Regions from separate parts of the Sus scrofa genome. Here region 2 is linked to region 1. A link is a contact called in public Hi-C data. All regions are on one chromosome and are shown on one strand. The core of a region is the stretch at or near the end of the contact, and the rest is flanking DNA. Distances in the headings are between cores, read along the strand shown. Region 1 overlaps LOC102159588 (a long non-coding RNA gene). Region 2 overlaps FOXO1 (forkhead box protein O1).

What was found. Hi-C and Micro-C count contacts between places; a contact is called where the count stands out from the background.
Region 2: a contact with region 1 is called in a Hi-C map of liver, with 1.8 times the contacts expected there. The contact joins two enhancer-like sites. A contact is called at or near these places in 3 of 47 Hi-C or Micro-C datasets (epiblast stem cells and liver).

Annotation. Positions count from the first base shown.
Region 1 is chr11:14,899,024-14,902,930 of Sscrofa11.1, forward strand. All of the region lies in intron 2 of LOC102159588 (a long non-coding RNA gene), which reads right to left. Among named protein-coding and RNA genes, the nearest start is that of COG6, 320 kb to the left of the region's middle. Within about 2 kb of position 2,083, at least 11 of the 83 cell types and tissues checked have an H3K27ac peak or open chromatin away from gene starts, as enhancers often do. A contact at or near this core is called in liver, where this site is marked.
Region 2 is chr11:15,323,442-15,327,348 of Sscrofa11.1, forward strand. All of the region lies in intron 1 of FOXO1 (forkhead box protein O1), which reads right to left. Among named protein-coding and RNA genes, the nearest start is that of FOXO1, 85 kb to the right of the region's middle. Within about 2 kb of position 2,115, at least 31 of the 83 cell types and tissues checked have an H3K27ac peak or open chromatin away from gene starts, as enhancers often do. A contact at or near this core is called in liver, where this site is marked.

The sequences.
Region 1 (3,907 bases), core at 833-3,332:
ATGCAGAGGACTGACTGTGGGGGCAGGCATGCCCTCGCCCTCTCCCCGCCCCCCCAAGCTCAGCAACCAAGACGGAGGTGGAATATGAGGACAGAGGAGGAGCCTGGAGCACATGGCTGCAGCAGCACCCTCCCAGGACGTGCCTCTGTGCACTCTCCCAGCCCAGCCTCCATCGGGCACAGGGACTGTGACCTGAGTGACTGGAGGCGTGGATTCAGGCCATTATCTTACTGTGTGACTCTAGGTTATTTCATCACTTATTTGGGAGGTTACTCATTCAAAACAAATAGGAATAGGTGACCCAGGCTCTCAAGCCAGAAACCTGAGTTCAAATTGTGGTACCACCAATGACTTGAGAGGTGACTCTGAGATAGGTACAAATACTACTCAGTAATGTATCGAGCATTCGGATGCACCAGCCCTGCTCCAAATGCATCAATGCGGGTGATCTTCACAATAACCTCCTAAGGTTATTAGCCTAGTTATTATTCCCATATCCCAGATCATGAAACTGAGGCCGAAGTGCTTGAAAAACTTGCCCAAAGTCACTCAGCAAGTGAGTAGCAGTCTCTCACACTCACCACAAACACTCAGTGATAGTGAATATTTGTTTATTAAGGACCCATTATACACCAGCCACTTTACTAGAAGGACCTAAGATACACTAGCTCCTCATCGTTATTCTGTAAAGATCACAAATAAAAATACTTGCTTAGTTTATTCCACATAGTTGTTCTCAGGAATCAAGTCAGAAAGGCAATAATGTGTAAAGATGTTTAAGTGGGCTTTTGAAAGTTGAAAAGCAGCTATATCGGGAAGGCAGAGTCAGCATTAGTTTATTTTAGCTGAATCCGACACAATGTCCTTGTAATAGGAAAAACTTAATCCAAGAGATACATTATAATAATCTTGTTGAAACAAACATCATCTGGTATTGCTGCAAGCGTCTAGAACTCCCTTTGCCAAAATAACCGATTCGATTTTGTAGTTCTTAGAGTGTCACATTGACCCCAGCCCTGTTGTCATAACTCTCTGTTTATTTTCCTCCAGAGTGGGACGCTTACAGCAACATGAAATGTCTGTTTTCTTTTCCAGGCCTTGTTGGCCTTCTACCAGAATATCAGAGACTGATCTTTCTAAACACCCGATCAACGTATACTTATTGGACACGTTCTGTTTGCAAAACGCTATACCAAGGTCTGTGTTTGTTCATGCTTTCCTCATTTTCTGTCTATGGCTGTGGATTAACTCTGTTAAAATTTCTGTATTACGAAGATCACAGAACAGATGCAAGAGGGGTTCATTGTCCCTTTTATCTCTCAGAATGTCTAACAGAAGAAAGTCGAATCTAAAACACTTTGTGAAAATATTAAAGAACACCATGGTTCCTTTAGCCCAAAAGGCAAATTTCTGAAGGAGATAGACTCATAGTAAAACAATGTTAATCTGATTTTAATGGGCATTTCTTGACCACCTCTTTTGACCTAAGCTCCAGAATACAAAACTTCCTGGCTTGGACAAGTCACTTAACCTTTCTGGACCTCAATGTCTTTATCTATAAAATGGGGGAAGAAATAAAACACTGGGGAAGCTCTTAGAAAGCATTTATTACCTTGTTTCATCCTCTCAAAAATCCTGTGAAGGAGACATCGTTCCTTATTGTATCTGATAAAACTAGAGCTTGGCTTCCTGAGCAAAGCAGCACACCCAAGTTCGCATGGTTGGCGATACACTTTATTTTCAAAAGCCTGTGCTCTTTTCCCTGGGACCAAAGCCCCAAGACTAGAGGCCTGCCTTTGGAGAAGGCAAAAGCCTAAGCAGGCAGTGCCAGCTTTTATTATTATGCAACTCAAATCGCCCTCATCCCAGGGACGTGCACACTCCGGCCTCAGAATTTCTTGGTATCTGTGTTTGCAGGTCAGCACGCACAGAACTTTGCAGTTTCCAAACACAAATGGCCCGTTTCAAAGCTACGCAAAGCCAGACTGACTTTCAAGTCAGAAAGTTCCATTCCCCCCGCTTTGTGTGCCCTGGGACGCTTTGTGTGCTGGAGGTCAAGTTTTCCCAGTGATAAGGCAGATTGGACGAGGAAGGTCTCCAAAGCAGGAAAGCTGAGCGTGAGCGCCCCAAAGGTTATCCGCGGAGAGACGGCCTTGAGAGGACAGCTTTATCTAAGAGCACTTGCCGCCGGGAGTCGGGTGGGAGCAAACACATGCTATTCCCGCCAAAGGTCACAGGCCTAGTGGGGCAGCTGACAAACCCAGGATGGCTTCTAACTACAGCACGTGAACTATACCAGGGACCGGGCAGCAGTGACACTGAGAAAGTTCCTTTGGGAAGTGCAGCGGGTTTTAGGGCCTCAAAATTCAGGAGAGCGTCTTATGTTGCTGCCATTTCTCCCCTCTCCTTTGCCCCTCCCCTCCCCACCTTTTTTCTTCTTCTTCCTCCTCCTTACCCATCCTCTCAGAGAACCAGAATCTGTTCACTGAACTCTGTCCATGGAACACAAAGCCTACTCTGGCCTACATGTCCATCATTTTGTATTTAGCTAATAAACCCTCATGAGCTAGGCCTCATGCCAAGGCTGCCCAGGTTCCACTCAGGGTGACGTGCATACGTTTTTCTACCCTTGTTCCACGTACTCATTCTTGGAAATGCTGTTTCCCTCAGGTCCTGTTCCAGATGCTGACAAGGAGGCCTCCTCCCTCAGCTCCAGGTAGTAAAGCCTATTGGAATTCCAGCAAGGGAAGTTTCCAGAGATGTATCTGGAATCGCTACCTAAAGAAGTTAGAATAAACGATCATATCTAACATCCAATGCAAGAGGCATTTGTTACTGTCCCTAAAGGAAACCTGTAACAACACTCTCATTTATTATTTTTTTAAACCTTATAGAAAGAATGCATGTGTCTGCAGAATGGACTAGTAAGGGCGGCAAAATGATGGTTTTTGCTCTGGTCACCTTCCAGGCTTCCTCCTAGAGGAAGGGGGCCAGTCTGCAGTCAGATGTACTGGGGGCTGCTCCAAGCCCAGCTCCTCCTGAGCCCAGCCAGGTCTCCAGGGACGCCCTCCTGTCCCAGGAAGTGGCAGGCCCAGCTTTGCCCAGCACCGTCCCCCACTTGCTATTCCAGCTGTCACATCGCCCTCCTGCCAGCAGCTCCCCAGAGGTCAAGGTGAAGGGCTGGAGGCCCACGCACTCAGAGGCCGTGTTCCATGATGCCCTGGGGGAGAGCACTGTGTAAGCCTGGCAGCCACTATCTTCTAAACCCTCAGTCTTCCTGGCCCAGGAACGGTGGTTGTGGCAGACTCTCCTGGCAGCCTTCCTCTCTAATCTCCATGGTTCACCTCTGAGCACTCTACGCAAATCTTCCTTTTCTTTGGTAACTCCAGTCAAATTTGCAGAATCCAAATTCAATGAGGGCTGAAGTCATTTTCCACATTGGCTGCCTTATGTGCTTAGATTCAGCCCCCAATTGTTTAATTCTTGGCTCCATGTGGACTGCGTGGATATAGCCTGAAATTCCTTATGTCCCCAAAGCATCTACAGGACCACCCCCCCAAGTGAACTCCATCCACCCGCAGCATGCGTAGCTCGGTTACATCCACAACCAGAGAGGAAGAAGGTTCTACTTAAAGGCCCCAAGAAAGAGAGAGCATCTCTCCTGACCACAGCAAGGGGTAAAATACCTGATACCACTGCCGGATTCGGTGTGTGAGGCTGGGGTAATTTCATAAAAAGGGCTCAGAATGGAGAGAGAAGAATCCTGGATTCTAGCCTCGTTCCTACTGTGTGAAAAGCAAGGGATCCTTAACCTTTCTGTGTTGCCTCGTGGACCCCCCTGAAGCCCCGCTAGATGCTTTGGAACCTTAAGCATATCCACCCCCAATCTGAGGAAACAGATAACAGC
Region 2 (3,907 bases), core at 865-3,364, 420 kb after region 1:
TTAGATCCCGTCGTGGGGGCACAAGGTACCGCCCAGTCTGGGCCCCATCCCCTACTCCTACTCACTGGGGTGTGGGCAGGAGCTTAGAGGTATTACAAACACAAACCCACAACTCCAAACACACTGTGGGGGGAGTGGGGCCAGAGAGTCACAAGCTCCAACAGAAGCAGTGGAACCATGCTTCAAACAAGGAAGCCCAAATTCAATGCCCCACTGGCCACACGGGCAACTGACAGCATCTGGAGAGCCTCTGGGACATGTGGACAAGGAAGCGGGGGCTCCTGAGGAGGAGGAGGTGACTCTGATTGCTCTCTGCCTGCAGCACAGACTCTCACTATCTGCTCACTCTGCAGTCTCTGTCATCAGGGCCCTGATCCCAAGTCCAGGAGTGGGTTCTGGACGCCCTAGACACCCAGAGCAGGGCTCTGCGTGTAACCCCCAGACTTCCCCAGCTTCCTCTGCCAAGTGGATGCAGTGCTCAGCTGACCGAGCCCCTGGACCCCTGTGGAACCCCTCTCCCAGACCACGAAAAGGCTCTGGCTGGATGTGTGGTCAGCCAGGGATGCAGCCACAACGCCCACATCCTCATCCATCACTGTGGGATGCAGATGCTGTGTGCCTATCACTGCACCGGAACAAAGCCTCTGCACAGCAGGACAGGTTGGGCCAACACAAACCATGAGCTCACAATTCTTATTAAAAGAAGACAGAAAACAAAAAATGGCGGGGGGGAATCTTACTTTCTCAAAGGCAACGCAAAAGTCAGAGTGAGGCCGGACAGTCAAGGCTGAGAAATCCACGCCCTCTGACCCTCTGTACTACATTCCACCAAGGATTGCAACACAGCAGCTATGTGACAAGCCCTTCTGCCAGGGCCCGGATGAGTGTGGGTCAGCCTTGACCCTGAATGGGGGCTTCGGGAGGGATGCTAGGCCGGTGCGGAAGTGGATGGCAGTGAGGGTTCGCTTCTGTTGCCAAGATTCTGATTCTCCTCTTCCCTTCCCACTTACAGATCTCATCCCGAACTCTAGACCAGCTTTGAGGTCTTCAGGTACATACGAGAATCCCTAAAAAAGGCTGAACACTACATTCCTCTCATGTCCTATTTCGACCCCAGGAACATTCCCCAGACCCTATGGGAAGGTTGTTCTTACACACATGCACACACCACAGCCTCCTCTGCTGGGCCGGCCAACACTAGCAAACCAAGTTCTGCAGTCCTCCTTAAAGCCGCAGGCCTGCCCCAGGAGAGACCTGGAATGAGCCTGTGACAAGCTCTGTAGCCGAAAGTCTGGGCATTTGCACAATATTCCATCCCGACTATCTTGTTCTTTGAACACAATAGACTCACAGATAAGCCTCGATGAGATCTCTGGAGGAAAGGAAGTTTGACTCCGGTCCCTGTCACATTTAGTTAATGATAAAAGGGGAAGATCTTCCTAGATAGTGGCTTCCTGACCGTCTGTCTGCACTGCCTGGGGGAGGGGCTGGCGCTGCCCTACAGACACTTAATTACATCAGATCATCTGCAACTGCAACCAGGGGCCATCTCTAACAAGACCGCAGAATCTGCACCCATGAAATCGTTTCAAAGATCAGGAAGTATATTCACTAACTCAGGTGGGACATACACTAACTTATTAGCACTTAGACGTACCAAAAAGACAAAAAAACAAAAACAAAAAAAAGGCCTCACAGCAATCCCTTACTTATCAAAACATTATGCTACATACTTTCCTAAGAGGACATTTCAGGTCGCTCTTTGAGCAACAGAGCTGTCTCTTAACTTTGCCAACAATTAAAAAAAATTTTTTTTTTCCGAACAGGAAAAGGTTTGCTATGCAGGGCTTGTTACATAAATTCCTGTTTTTCACACAGCCAGTAGGACATTAAAGAAGCTATGATTTCCAATTGGGGGGAGGGAAGTCGGAGTAGGGGGGTGCTGAATAGGTAAAGCTTGTAAACGTATGTGTCGCTATTAACGATGGTACGTCTGCAAATCTCTGCCAGCCGAGGCGGACGCAGCCGAGGCAGGGAAAGAACGGTTCACTGTGATCTGTGCAGAAAGTCACACGCAACCAGCAGTGCTCTGAGCTGTTCAGTTCTTCAACCGTGAACAAATACCACGTGAGGAGAGAGGCTGGGTGTGAGGACAGAAGACTCGTGCACTGTGAATCACTTACCCAAACCCCGAGTTTCTACATGAGACCGTTAGAGAAAAGGACAAATCGGCAACTCCCCTGCACGAGCTGTCCTCCTCTGCAGCCGGGGCTGGCTGCTGGTGTGCAGCTGCTTTCCTCCGCACTCGCCCCGCTGCCACCTGCCACTGGCGTCCCTGGCCACCCCAAGCGGGGCCTGACCCCTTGGAAGTCCGTGGCTCCCAGGGGGAAGGGGTGCCCTGGACACACTGTGCCCTGGCTTGCTCAACCTGCTCTGCTGCTCAGGTGTTCCACTTTGTTCACTCTATGGACTGGATTCCAAGCCTCTTAAAGAGAAAGGGGCTAGAGTGTGTTTTTATTTCCAAATCTCAAAGCCCCTAACAGATGCTCTACACATTCAATCAATGAACATTTTTTGACTGACATCCCTGAAACATCACAGGCAAGGTATAATGCCTTCCACATCTTTTCTCCACCCACTCGTGTACCAACTCACACCAAGTAACTTTTATTGGGACTGATTTATGCTGGGTATAGTGAAGGACATCAGAATGAATTAGTCACGGAGTCTGCCCTCCAGGTGTTTTATGATCTACCTGGGGAAGGAACAAGTCCACCTATCTATCCACTCAGGACAGAAGATGATGCACACAGGGCTGTCCAGGACCTCAACTTTTTCCTGCCAAAGGCTGCCGCCTCCCCACAATTTTTTTTTTTTTTTGCTTTTTTAAAGGACCACACCAGCAGCATATGGAATCGGAGCTGCAGCTGCCAGCTTATACCACAGCAACACCAGATCCAAGCTGCATCTGTGACCTACACCATAGCTCACAGCGACACTGGATCCTTAACCCACTGAGCAAGGCCAGGAATCAAACCCGCAACCATATGGATACTAGCCAGATTCGTTTCCACTGTGCCTGAACGGGAACTCCCCACCTCCCCACAATTTCTATCTCAGCCAAAGTGTCCTTTCCTTCTGGAAGCACTTTCTGAGAACCCCACCCTATCCTGCAGCTAACCTAAGTCCTGGCTGACTCACCACACCTATGGTTCTGCCATGTCTAACTCCCCGCTACACTGTGAGCTGCATGAGTGCAGGGGGCGGGGGCCTCAGCTGTTTTCTTGTGCACAGCATCCTCCCAGCTCCATCACCAAGTAGACACTCAAGGACCTGTTGAATGGATTAACTGGGCCTACATTTACAGGACGCTTGCGCAGATTAAATGAGATTGCGGGTGGCGTTACCTCAAGCACTGTCAGCTGGGGCTGCAGTACTGATTAGGACATCAGCATCCATAAAATAACATGCCTGCGTTTTAAAGACGTACCCATATGACAAACGTGAGTCTCGTTTCTTCATAATCATACCTTGTACTGTTCCTACCAACATGGGGCTTTTTTACATGTCAGTTACTGGAAAAGCAGCCTAGTTTGGGGTTAAGAGTTAAGCTACTTTCTCCTTCACTGGGTAGAGTCTCAGGTGTGGCAGGCAGATGTTAATGAAGAAATTCTGATACTAACACTGGTCGGTTAACACGCTTGCCCACTGTGTCTTCAGACGCCTTCTCAAGGCTGCTGGCATGTGGGTACCACACACAGCTGTGGGCTCTCTGTGCTCTGGACTCAGCCAGCTGGTGATGGGGAAGCAGTGACAGGTGTTAGAGCAGGGCCACTTCAGCAGGCCACAGCCTGGCGTCTCCCTGGGGGGCAGTTATGACTAAGCTCTGCTGGTCCCTACCCTCCTG